2 separate regions of the Rattus norvegicus genome follow, and region 2 is linked to region 1. A link is a contact called in public Hi-C data. All regions are on one chromosome and are shown on one strand. The core of a region is the stretch at or near the end of the contact, and the rest is flanking DNA. Distances in the headings are between cores, read along the strand shown.

What was found. Hi-C and Micro-C count contacts between places; a contact is called where the count stands out from the background.
Region 2: a Hi-C map of liver shows a contact between it and region 1, with 4 times the contacts expected there. The contact joins two enhancer-like sites. A contact is called at or near these places in 3 of 12 Hi-C or Micro-C datasets (hepatocytes, kidney and liver).

Annotation. Positions count from the first base shown.
Region 1 is chr2:30,503,833-30,509,120 of GRCr8, forward strand. The region is part of intron 1 of LOC134485824 (a long non-coding RNA gene); the gene reads left to right. Among named protein-coding and RNA genes, the nearest start is that of Enc1, 220 kb to the left of the region's middle. Within about 2 kb of position 2,404, at least 10 of the 93 cell types and tissues checked have an H3K27ac peak or open chromatin away from gene starts, as enhancers often do. A contact at or near this core is called in hepatocytes and liver, where this site is marked.
Region 2 is chr2:30,947,793-30,953,080 of GRCr8, forward strand. No RefSeq gene overlaps it. Among named protein-coding and RNA genes, the nearest start is that of Arhgef28, 340 kb to the right of the region's middle. Within about 2 kb of position 3,174, at least 13 of the 93 cell types and tissues checked have an H3K27ac peak or open chromatin away from gene starts, as enhancers often do. A contact at or near this core is called in hepatocytes and liver, where this site is marked.

The DNA of each region.
Region 1 (5,288 bases), core at 1,154-3,653:
TGTGCTCCATGTGGAGGCAGAGCCCATTCACTGAGTGAGCGACTCAAAAGAAGGTACCTGAAAGACAGTTTTCAAGTGAATTAATTGTGTCTGTCCTCCCTGGCTTGGCAAGATTTTGGGGGTTACTCTTCAATTTGAGGACAACCACCTTAGAAGAAAGTGACTCACAAGAGGCTGGGAGAGAGGGCCTTGTTCTTCCAACAGCTGTCTTCTTCCCTTACACAGGGGTCTGCTGAAGTCCGGCAAAAATGGTGGGCTCACTTGGGTGTGGGTAACTGAACTGGAGTGGGCTATGGAGTGTTTTGTGGTTACGAACCCAAGCAGTGTCTTTTCTGAGTCTTGTCCGTATCACAGGGTCTGGTGGTTTTTGGGAGTAGTCTGTCTTCTCCACAGGAGTGGCTTCTCCTTTGGTGCTCTGAGCCTCCTTGAACTAGAGAGCTCCTGGAGTCTCCGTTTAGCTTCCGCTCTCAAGCCCAGCCTTAAGGCAGCCTTCACACTGTCTGTGTCTTTGGCATGACTCTTCTGTTGGGATGCAATCTGCTCTGGGAGCTGTGGGCTGAGTTCCTGTGAGACTCGGTGTCTGTTCGATTTGATACCAACAGAAGTTGGGTTCTTGAGAGAATTGCTTCTTTAAAAAAAAACTTTTGGTTCTCACTAGAGTTCCTGTGGAAACTAGAGGGTGTAGTGTGGTCGTAATTATGGCTTTTCTATGTCAGCGGTTCTTGGGGTCCTCTGCCTCAGGGTGCTGCAGAACTGATTTCTTTGTTTCCCTTCTTCCCCCTTCTCTGTGTATGGAACTGTTCTTTCTCCAGCACTGGGGCATAGCACGCCCCTCCCCCAGCCAGCCCTCCACACCCCCCTTCTTGACTGTCTTTGTCCCTGCTGCTGTGAGTGACTGTTCACGAGTTCACACCATACGTTCTCATGGTCAAGACAACTTCCTCTTCAAAGAGGTCCCTGGGCATTTAAACATTTCTAAAACGAAGAAAGCCCTGGAGGAAGAAGAGGATGCTGTGCCAGTCAGCCGGCTTGGCCTCTGTCACTGCACAGACCCCCTGCATTGCGCTCTAGAGGCCTGTGTTAGATGCTCACTTCCTCCTCTAGCCTGTTAGCGACAGCTCTCGCTAAAACACATGGTGGGCTGAGAGACTGGTTTTCCCTGACAGATGAAGGAATTTTTCATAAAGACCATTAAAATAATGTGGAAGGCATATATATATCTCCCACACAACTAAAACTAGAGTCTTGCCAGATATTCCTATACTCGCACACACAGGGGCATTGGTGAGTATGGTAAAAGCAACCCAAGTGTCCACCAACAGGGTAGATGATGTTGGAATGGATAAACAAATCTTTCATTTGCATACAATGGGACATTAGCCTTAGAAAAGGGTAGGATTCTGATATCTGAGGCAGGCTACAGCGTGAGTCAACCTTGAATACATTTCGCGGAATGAAGTAAGCCAGATATAGAAAGATAAGCACTGTGTCGTTCCACCTGTCTGGGAGAGCTGTCACACTCACAGAATGGTGGTCACCAGAGGCCTTGGGAGAGGGGACTATCGAAGGAGTCACTATCTAAGGAGTTACTATCTAAGGAGTCAGCCTTGCTGTTCAAGGAGGTGGGCAGACAGCCACAGGCGTGCATGTAACCACAGGTACTCGCCATGAAGTCTACTGAATGAACAGCGCACTTTGGTACGGTGAGATTGGTAAAGCTTACGTTGCGCATCCTTTTACCACAATAGAAAAAGGTAACAATGAGGAATGTGGGCATTATAGTTTTGTTGTTTCTTCATAATTTGTTTTTCTTTTTGGCCAAGGCTAAGAGTAGAAGGCGCAAAAGATGTGCACATTGTTAGAGATTTACCAACCAACGTCGCTGCTGTTCGTGTCTCTTCTATGTTGTGCTGCGAATAACACTTATCCAAATAGCAGTGAGAATACACTTTCCTTCTAAGTAATTTTTCCCTGTGACTTTTGTACACCAATCTAGGAAGGAAAACATATTTATCGAGGCAAATGCATGCTTTCAAAGGTCACCAAAATAAACTCTGTGACTGTGGCAACCCTTGGAACTGGGCAGAGGAACCTGGATTTTGCAATTCTTGTGCACACATTGAATGATACTTCTTGTCCCGGGTTCCCTGACTTCATACAGGAAATATGTGACCTCCAGGTCCCCAGGCTGTCTGAAAGGGAGCTTTGATAGAGACAAAGCAAGCAGGGAGATTCCCCTTGGTTCAGGTAATTTCTGTGGCTGATAGTTGTGATCAAGTTTTGAAAAGCAAATACCACCTGCTCGCTGAATCTGGGAACAAGAGTTCAGCTTGTGTGGCAGGAACTCAGGTTTGATGGCCAGGTGCCCCGAGTGCTTGGCAGGCTCACAGGGTGATTTTCTTAGTGAGTCATTGTGACATTCTGTATCTGCATACCACAGGGGAGTCAGGGTTGAAAAGTGGCCCATCTCGCAAGGCGACCCAGGTTAAATTCTTCTCTACAGTTTGGGGGAGCAGATATGGTGAAAACAGATGCACCACCTCCAGGGCAGCATAAAATAAAAACCGCAGTAGATCTCAAGCCTGTGAGACTGGCTTTCTTTGCCCTGATGGGTCATTCAGCACTGTTGGAAATATCAAACTGACATGTAGCTCCCTCCCTCTTCCCTGCTCTTGCTCCCTCCTTCTCTGCCTTACTCCAGTTCTCTCTGTCTCTCTCTCTCTCTCTCCTTCTCCCTCTCCCTCTCCCTCTGCTTCTCCTTCTCCCCCCCCCCTCTCATTTTCCACCTGATTTTACAGCTCATGCTTCTTGAGTATTACATTTTTGCCCTTATATCATCCAGAGCTACACATGTATGCTGACACACTTCTGTGCATGTGCCTATGCACACACCACACCCTGTATACACACACATACACATACCATACCCTGTACACATACACTCACATGTCACATCCTACATGCACACTGTACATATCACACACATACCATACCCTGTACACATACACCACACTCTCACACACACCATACACACCACATACATACACATACCCTATACACATATACACACACGTCACACACATCATACCCTATGCACACACCATACCCTACACACACACATATATACACTGTACATACCACATACACACCACACTACACACAGAGACACAACACATATCACACACCACAACCTACACGCACATGCACATATCACATACACACCACACCACATACCACACACACATGCTATACATATCACACACGCACTACACACACCATACCCTCCACACAGATACATATACTACAGATATCACACACACCACATCACACAAACACTACACATATTGCACACCACACCAAATACACACAGACACATATATACCATACACATCGTACATGCACATACATGAGTGCGCCCCAAATTACTTTCTGCTTTTTTTCTTTCATGTCTTCAGAATAGGATTATAGGTGGATTATATTATACAAGGTTATATAGTTGAAACAGAAGGAAGTTGGCAGATCGATAATTGGTCGAAGTTGGTTGAGAATGGAAAAGATAGAAAATCCATGGACATAGCCTCTCCTTAGCACTTCTCCTTCTGCAGTTCTCTTCAACCCCCACACAAAAGCCAGGCCTTGTCAGACACTAGGGGTACTGGGGAGCCCAAAGTAGGAACAACAAGGCTTTTTATGTCTTTTGTGAGGCCAGGGTTGTAATTCTGCTTGGGAGATACAGTGTTTCTAAGGAGCCAGCTGATAGATGGATGGGGTGGGAGGTGGCAGGGTGCACCTTCGTGGGACTGTGAGAAAGAAAGGCCAGTCTGCTGTCTTCTTTCGATGTCGTTGACTGGACTCGGGTTGGCAGGACGCTCTGAGAGGATGGCTTACAGTCTGGAGCCCAGATTGATCAACAACTGAAAAGGATTCAGTGTAGCATTTGGAATGTTAAGTATCGGCAGTAACAACTATAGACATGACGATATTATTATAGTTAAGAGACCAGTTAGGTATTTTTATGTGACATGTTTTGATTCCTGTGATACAGTGCTGTTTTCTTCCCTTTTAAACTCCGGAGACAGCTACTATTGTTATAAGTGATGTGCACGGTATACAGGGCGTCCCCTGTGGAGAGAGAAGGTGGTGCACACTGAAGCCTCGAAGTGACCATTTGAACAGATATCCACGGTTCATGAGTCCGGCAGCGCCGAACTGCAGGTGTTTGGAGTTCCAGCCGAGGGCGGGAGTTGGGGTGGGGGACAGGTCATATGGTGAGTATGGAATCCCAGTAGAGACGTGACTGACTGGCTAGAGTGGGGTGGTAGCCTTCAAGTCGCAGGTGAGAGGTTAGGTGGCATGTTCTGCCAGGTCAACAGGTCTCAGGTGCCAGCTCTGATCCCTCTTGCTGAGTTGACGGTCTGGTTTGTGGAAATAACATCCCAGGACGCCACAGCTGCCTCAGCGTAATGACCTCCTATTTAATTATTGTATGTTCCATTTTACATATTGAGGCTACAAGAAGCAATTTACCTAAGGACTGGATGACTAAGAGGCCTCATTATATACCCATGTATCACCTCCTCTTTTTACTCCTTTAAGATCGGTGGTTCTTATATTTGACTACGATGTCTCCTGATCCACCATAACCATCAGGAAACAAAGTGAAGTGTTTTTTGGAAAAACATCTCCCTGTGGTAGAAGAGGGAGACAGGCAGCCTTCGGTAGTCATCTGGTGGCCAGTCAAGGTGGAAAGCCTTCCTTCCCATAGGCCGCTTGTTCTGACAGCATGCAGCAGGCATGTCTTAATTTAATTGGGTTGAGGAGGTAAGAGAGAACAATTTTGAGGTGTGGTTTTTCTTGAGGTGGTGTGCAGATACGTAAAGGCTTTTTTTCTAAATGGTGTTTTAGTTGGGCAATTACAGAGCTTGAGTAATTTTGTGTTTCGAATAGGAAAAGCAAACATTACAGTGTGGGGTGAGGACGCACGATGCCAGGGGGAAAGACAGACAATTGATGCTTACCTCCAGCTGGAGAGCCCCGGCCGCTCACAGGCGTCATCCGGTCAGTGTCTCAGTGATTCCTGCCCTTTACACTTTTCCTGCTTGTGTGTCCTGGGCACTGGGCACACGAGGACTTTGTCTTCCATGCCCCTGCCTCTGCCTCAGAGTGGGAGGTGCAGCCCAAGCCTAGAGAGTTGAGCCGAAGGGAAGGTAGGGCATTGTTTCTCCTTTCTGTGTTGTGTTTCTAAAAATTAGTTTCCTCTTGAAGACAGCTCTACCGGGCTGCTCCTC
Region 2 (5,288 bases), core at 1,924-4,423, 440 kb after region 1:
CGAGGCTTGGTCCATGCCTTCCCTAGACTCCTTCCAACCTTCTGACTTCTCAGAACTGCAGTCCTCAGCATCTTTCCCGGCTGATTGTGGATCTCCCCTTCATGTCATTTACCAGCATTCTTTGAACTTCTGTAAGCGTCCTTTGCTGTGCCCTGTTTTAGAATTGCCAGCCTCGAAATAATAATAGTGTTCAAAACTCTATTTATTAATTCTTGGCTCTGTATGAACCGTTGTACTAAGCGCTTTTTTTTATATATAGATATCATGTCACCTATTACCTCTATACTATCAACCTTTGGATTTAAAAAAATAAATCTAGAGATTGGAGAACTAAAACCATCTACCCAAGGCCACCCATGAATGGCAGGCGGAGACTCCAAGCCACATCTCTCTGCTGCAGATCCCATGCCGCCCACCACTCCACCCTGTGCCCACCTCTCTTCTGAGTGCTGTGGTCTGAGCACCTATTCCACCTTAAAATACATTTGTCAACATTGATTTTTCTATTCAACAGAATTGAGATGTGTGGCTCATGGAAGGGGACATATCGTACCTTCACTAGTAGAATTATCGTCCTTAATAAAAGATATTTGAAGGAACTTATTAGCACCTTAGACCACAAAGGAAGATGCTGTCTATGAGAATCCTGCCCTCACAAGACACCAACTTTGTTGATCTCTTCATCTTGGATTTCTCAGACCCTAGAACTATAAGAATAAATGTCTGTGGTTCATAGGCAACCCAGCACTTGGCATTTTATAATAGTATCCTCTGAATACCCAGCCCATGAGACTAGAAGTTCCTGAAACAGGATTTTGCCCTTTTTGGCATCTTCCTTACAACATAACACAATTCGGTAGGTGATCAATTACCATGGTAATTATTGACTGGTGCCCTTTCCATGATCACATTCTGGGTGTGAATATTAATCATGGATAGCGCCATTGCTATGATCAGGAAAGATCCACTTAACATATTATGAAATAAAAGCAGTGTCCACCCCACCCCCACCCCCAGCCTTAATACATTCATCTTATGCAAGTGCAATTTGGGATAAACAGGAAGTACAGAACACATAGTCCTTGGCTTAAGAAACATTCACCCCGGGGTTGGGGATTTAGCTCAGTGGTAGAGCGCTTTCCTCGTAAGTGCAAAGCCCTGGGTTCGGTTCTCAGCTCCGGGGGAAAAAAAAAAAAAAGAAAAAAGAAACATTCACCCCATACCTGAAGGATAAAAGATAATTGAAATACTAAATGGCCATCAATCAAAGTGTCCTTCAAACACCTACTTAGAAAACAAAGACATGAATCAGGCTGAGGTGGATGACCTACAGTTGATAGGGAAAGAAAGTTTCCAGAAAGGTGAGGCCTCAGGAAGTGGCCTTGGAGGAAGGGGTGAAATAAGGACAGGCAATGAAGGCCCTGCCAACCAGCTTGAGTTAGGTCTTGGGGCAGATTCCCAGCTCCTACAGTTTTCCCATGCTCAGGGTTCCCAGCATTCCTTCTGTATCAAATGGGGCTAATCATACAGCACATCTCTCAGACTTCCTAACATAATGTGGGCTAATTAGGCACTTCCTGCAAGCTCTTTGAACTCCATTACAGAAGGGAAGTGGCTGAGCGAAGAAGTTATTATTAGTGGGGATATGGGGCTATAGCCCTGCCTTAAACACTGAAGCAGGACTCTCAGAACTAAGTTCAGCTCTGTGAAACAGTCGCCTATAGATCTATGTTCAGAGAGCTTTCTCTCTTCCTGGGTTGCAGCGACGCTGGACAAGGAAGGAAAAAATTCTGCCTTGAACATACAAATAGTCAAAGGTTGATTGGTAATCAGGTCCTACTGCTATCAGAATAAGTGAAAGTTTTCATTACAGAAATCAAAACAAGTATGTTATATGATATGGGTGCCTAGGAACCAGTGAGTCTATTACAAGCCTGAAATATAGCCAGTTTGGCCTTGAGCTAAAATGACCAAATCTCATACTAAGGCCTATTAGAACATGTTTGCACAAAACTGTTAAGCAATGCAGGTTGTTTGTGTCCAAAAACACAGTCCACACAGTAAGCACATTGTTCCCGGCAGAATACCGAGACTTGTCTCCCAGGGCTGGACCACTTTCCCAAGAAAACAAATCTTTAAAAGTAACAAATTGCCAGCAACCCGAATGAAGGGTTTCTGTGCTATCTGCCTCTTGTGGGACAGGGCGGGATTATGCTTCATACTGCCAAGAACACAGGACTGAGGTCAATCTGTCAATGTCACGGAAAGGCAGAGTTTAGACTAACCCAGGGAAGGACTCTGTAACACAGATGGGGAACAAGAAGTGACACAGGATTCATATGCATGCTCCAAGACCTCTAGAGTTATTCAAACACCAGCCCAAAGACTAGAGGAGTTACAGAAGCCCAGTCAGCAGGGCAGTGGGTGGAGGGGTAGCCACGTCCTGCAATCAGGACACCTTATAACCCAACATGGGGGCTGATGAACAGAGAGTGAACCTGGACCCTGGAATGGTTCCCAAGTACAAACATTCGGCACAGGGTGGGTGACGATGCCAGGCCTGTGCTCGCTGGCTTTAACATCTCTGGAATAAGGATTAGCAGAGTTAGGCTTGAACATCCTTTATTTACTTTAAAAATATCTTTTGGAAAATCAAGCATGTCTCGATTTGACAGGAAGTATAACGTGCCCTGCTCCAAATTGCTTTCTCTTTTTTCCATCAGAATTCCATTAATCCTGGTTTTATGATTGGCTAAAGTACTCTAGCTATGTAACTAGCAAAGGTTTGGGGTTTTTTTTTTTGTTTAGATTTATAATTCAATTATAACCTTTCTTCTCCCTGCCTCCCCTTCCCCCCAGATCCTCCCATTTTTCCTTCTGCACATTCTCCTCTCCTTCACATTCATGGCCTTTCTGTGTTTTTTCTTTTTTTACAAATTGTTATTGCATGCATATATGTATATGAGCATGCATATACATTGCTAACTATAACCTAGTCACTCTGTATGATACATACATGTATGAAAACATACACGTGCGTATGTTTTCAGGGCTGAATGTTCGGCACTGGGTGACCAACTGGAGTGCTCATCCTTAGGGAAGGCCACCCCTCTCCTCAGTTTTTTTACAGTCCAGTGAAGATTTAAAGAAAAAAAATCAATAACATGAGTGAAACATTAACAGCTGAAATGCGCTTGCATGGTTCTATTTTAATTCCATCATCTCAGAGTGGCTCTGTGTCTCAGCACTCAACCGTTTTGGCAGACATTTATTTATGTTCATCCTATGCATATAGAATTTCTGCCTGCATGCACTTTTTATGCAGCACGTGTGTGCCTGATGCCTATGGAGGACAGAAAAGGGTGTCGGATCTCCTGGAACCAGAGTTTCAGACAGCTGTGAGCTGCCACATGGGTGCTGGGAAGCAAACATGGGTTCTTAACAGCAGTAGTTGTGTTCTAAAAGACTAAGCCTCTGCATCCCCAATCTTATGTTTGTATTCTTAACATTTGAAATTTCTTTTTCTCCCCTTTTCTCCATAAATGACTCGTGCACTCTATTCCCAGAACCCTACATTTGAGAAGATGAGCCCTCAGGGTAGCCTAGTGACAGGCAGAGGGGACCCTGTCATCTAATATTTTGATCACGAGCTCTGTAACCCAATTATACTCATCAAACCTGCTTCCTCACCTGTAAAATCTAAAGCATCCTACCATCTCTAGATCACTGTGAGGATGAAGGACAGTCATGTCAATGCTTGCCCTACTGTGTGGCCTACTGTGTGGCCTAGCACAGAGGAAACCCTTAGTACAAGAAGGTCACACCAGGGAGTGGCTTGCAGTTCTGTGTTGCATGTTTTTTTTAAATACAGAAATTTTTACAGACTTCATGTTGGTGATGGGGGTTGATGAAGGTCACTTGACAATATGTGGGCCTTCAGGACACCATGCCTGGACTTAGGAGCCAAGGCCCACCCCAAACTTGGTCATTGTGACTGAATGAAAGAAACAGGTGCAATCGGTGAAACACACCAGAGCTGAGCTAGTGTTGGTGTTTCCTGTCAATGCTGTCTGTCGGGCATGCTCAGCTGCTCTCTCTCTCCACCAATAGATGCTGGTGTCTATGGGAAGCCAGTGGCAAATATGATTCCATAAAATCCAGGAAGGCTGTGAGCAGGGAGCTTCTAAAAGTCATGTAGCAACTTGGATGAGTTCAGATTTATCTCACAATTCTAATAAATTGATTGGCCTCAGAATCACAGAATGGTAAAAAGATCCAATGATCTTCAGATGCTGGGAATTATTCAGAGAAAATTCACCAGTGCCGGGTGTGGTGGCACACACCTTTAATCCCAGCACTCAGGTAGAGGCAAGTGGATTTCTTTGAGTTCGGGGTCAGCCTGGTCTACAAAATCCAGTTCACGGCAGCCAGGGTTCTGTTACACAGAGAAACTCTTTCTTGAAAAACAAAACAAAAGAAAAAACGATCAACAGAAATACAGGACTCTTGGCTATGTCTCTTCTCAAGTAACAAGGTTCTGGGATCAGTCTTCAGAGCCACAGGGCAGATGCTTATATCTTTAGGGGTGAAAGAATACCCATCACCATCGTCCAAAGCAAGGACCATACCACTCAAACAAAGAAGGAACAGAAATTTGTTCTGCTAAAGTTCAAGTGAAACAGAATCCTTTCCACATATGAACCACGTGCATTTAAAGTGTAAGAACAGGGCTGGAGAGATGGTTTAGTGGTTAAGAGCACTGACTGCTCGTCCAAAGGTCCTGAGTTCAATTCCCAGCAACCACATGGTGGCTCACAACCATGCGTAGTGGGATCTGATGCCCTTTTCTGGTGTGTCTGAAGACAGCTACAGTGTACTTATATACATAAAATAAATAAATCTTTAAGAATAATTATAAAGTGTAGAACAATCTGGGTGCTTGGTGTTTGATACACTTTTCTCAGTGCCACAGCTGGATGGTGGATGGTCTGGCACTAATGCTTGTTGCTTTTGGAGGGTGGGAGGTTGAGGTGGGTGATTGTGCTTTTTTGGGGATGGGGGTGGGGATGACAGTGTTACAATCAAATGAAGTGAAGAGGTACAAATCAGACTCTGATAAGATCAGGAAGCTCTTGTTACAGAGGATGTCCACAGGCTTCAAACTTCTTAAAACATGTCTGCTGGGGCCAGAGAGATGGCTCAATGGTTAAGAACACTGACTGCTTTTTCCAGAGATCCAGAGTTTAATTTCCAGCAACCTCCTGGTGGCTCACAACCATCTGTGATGG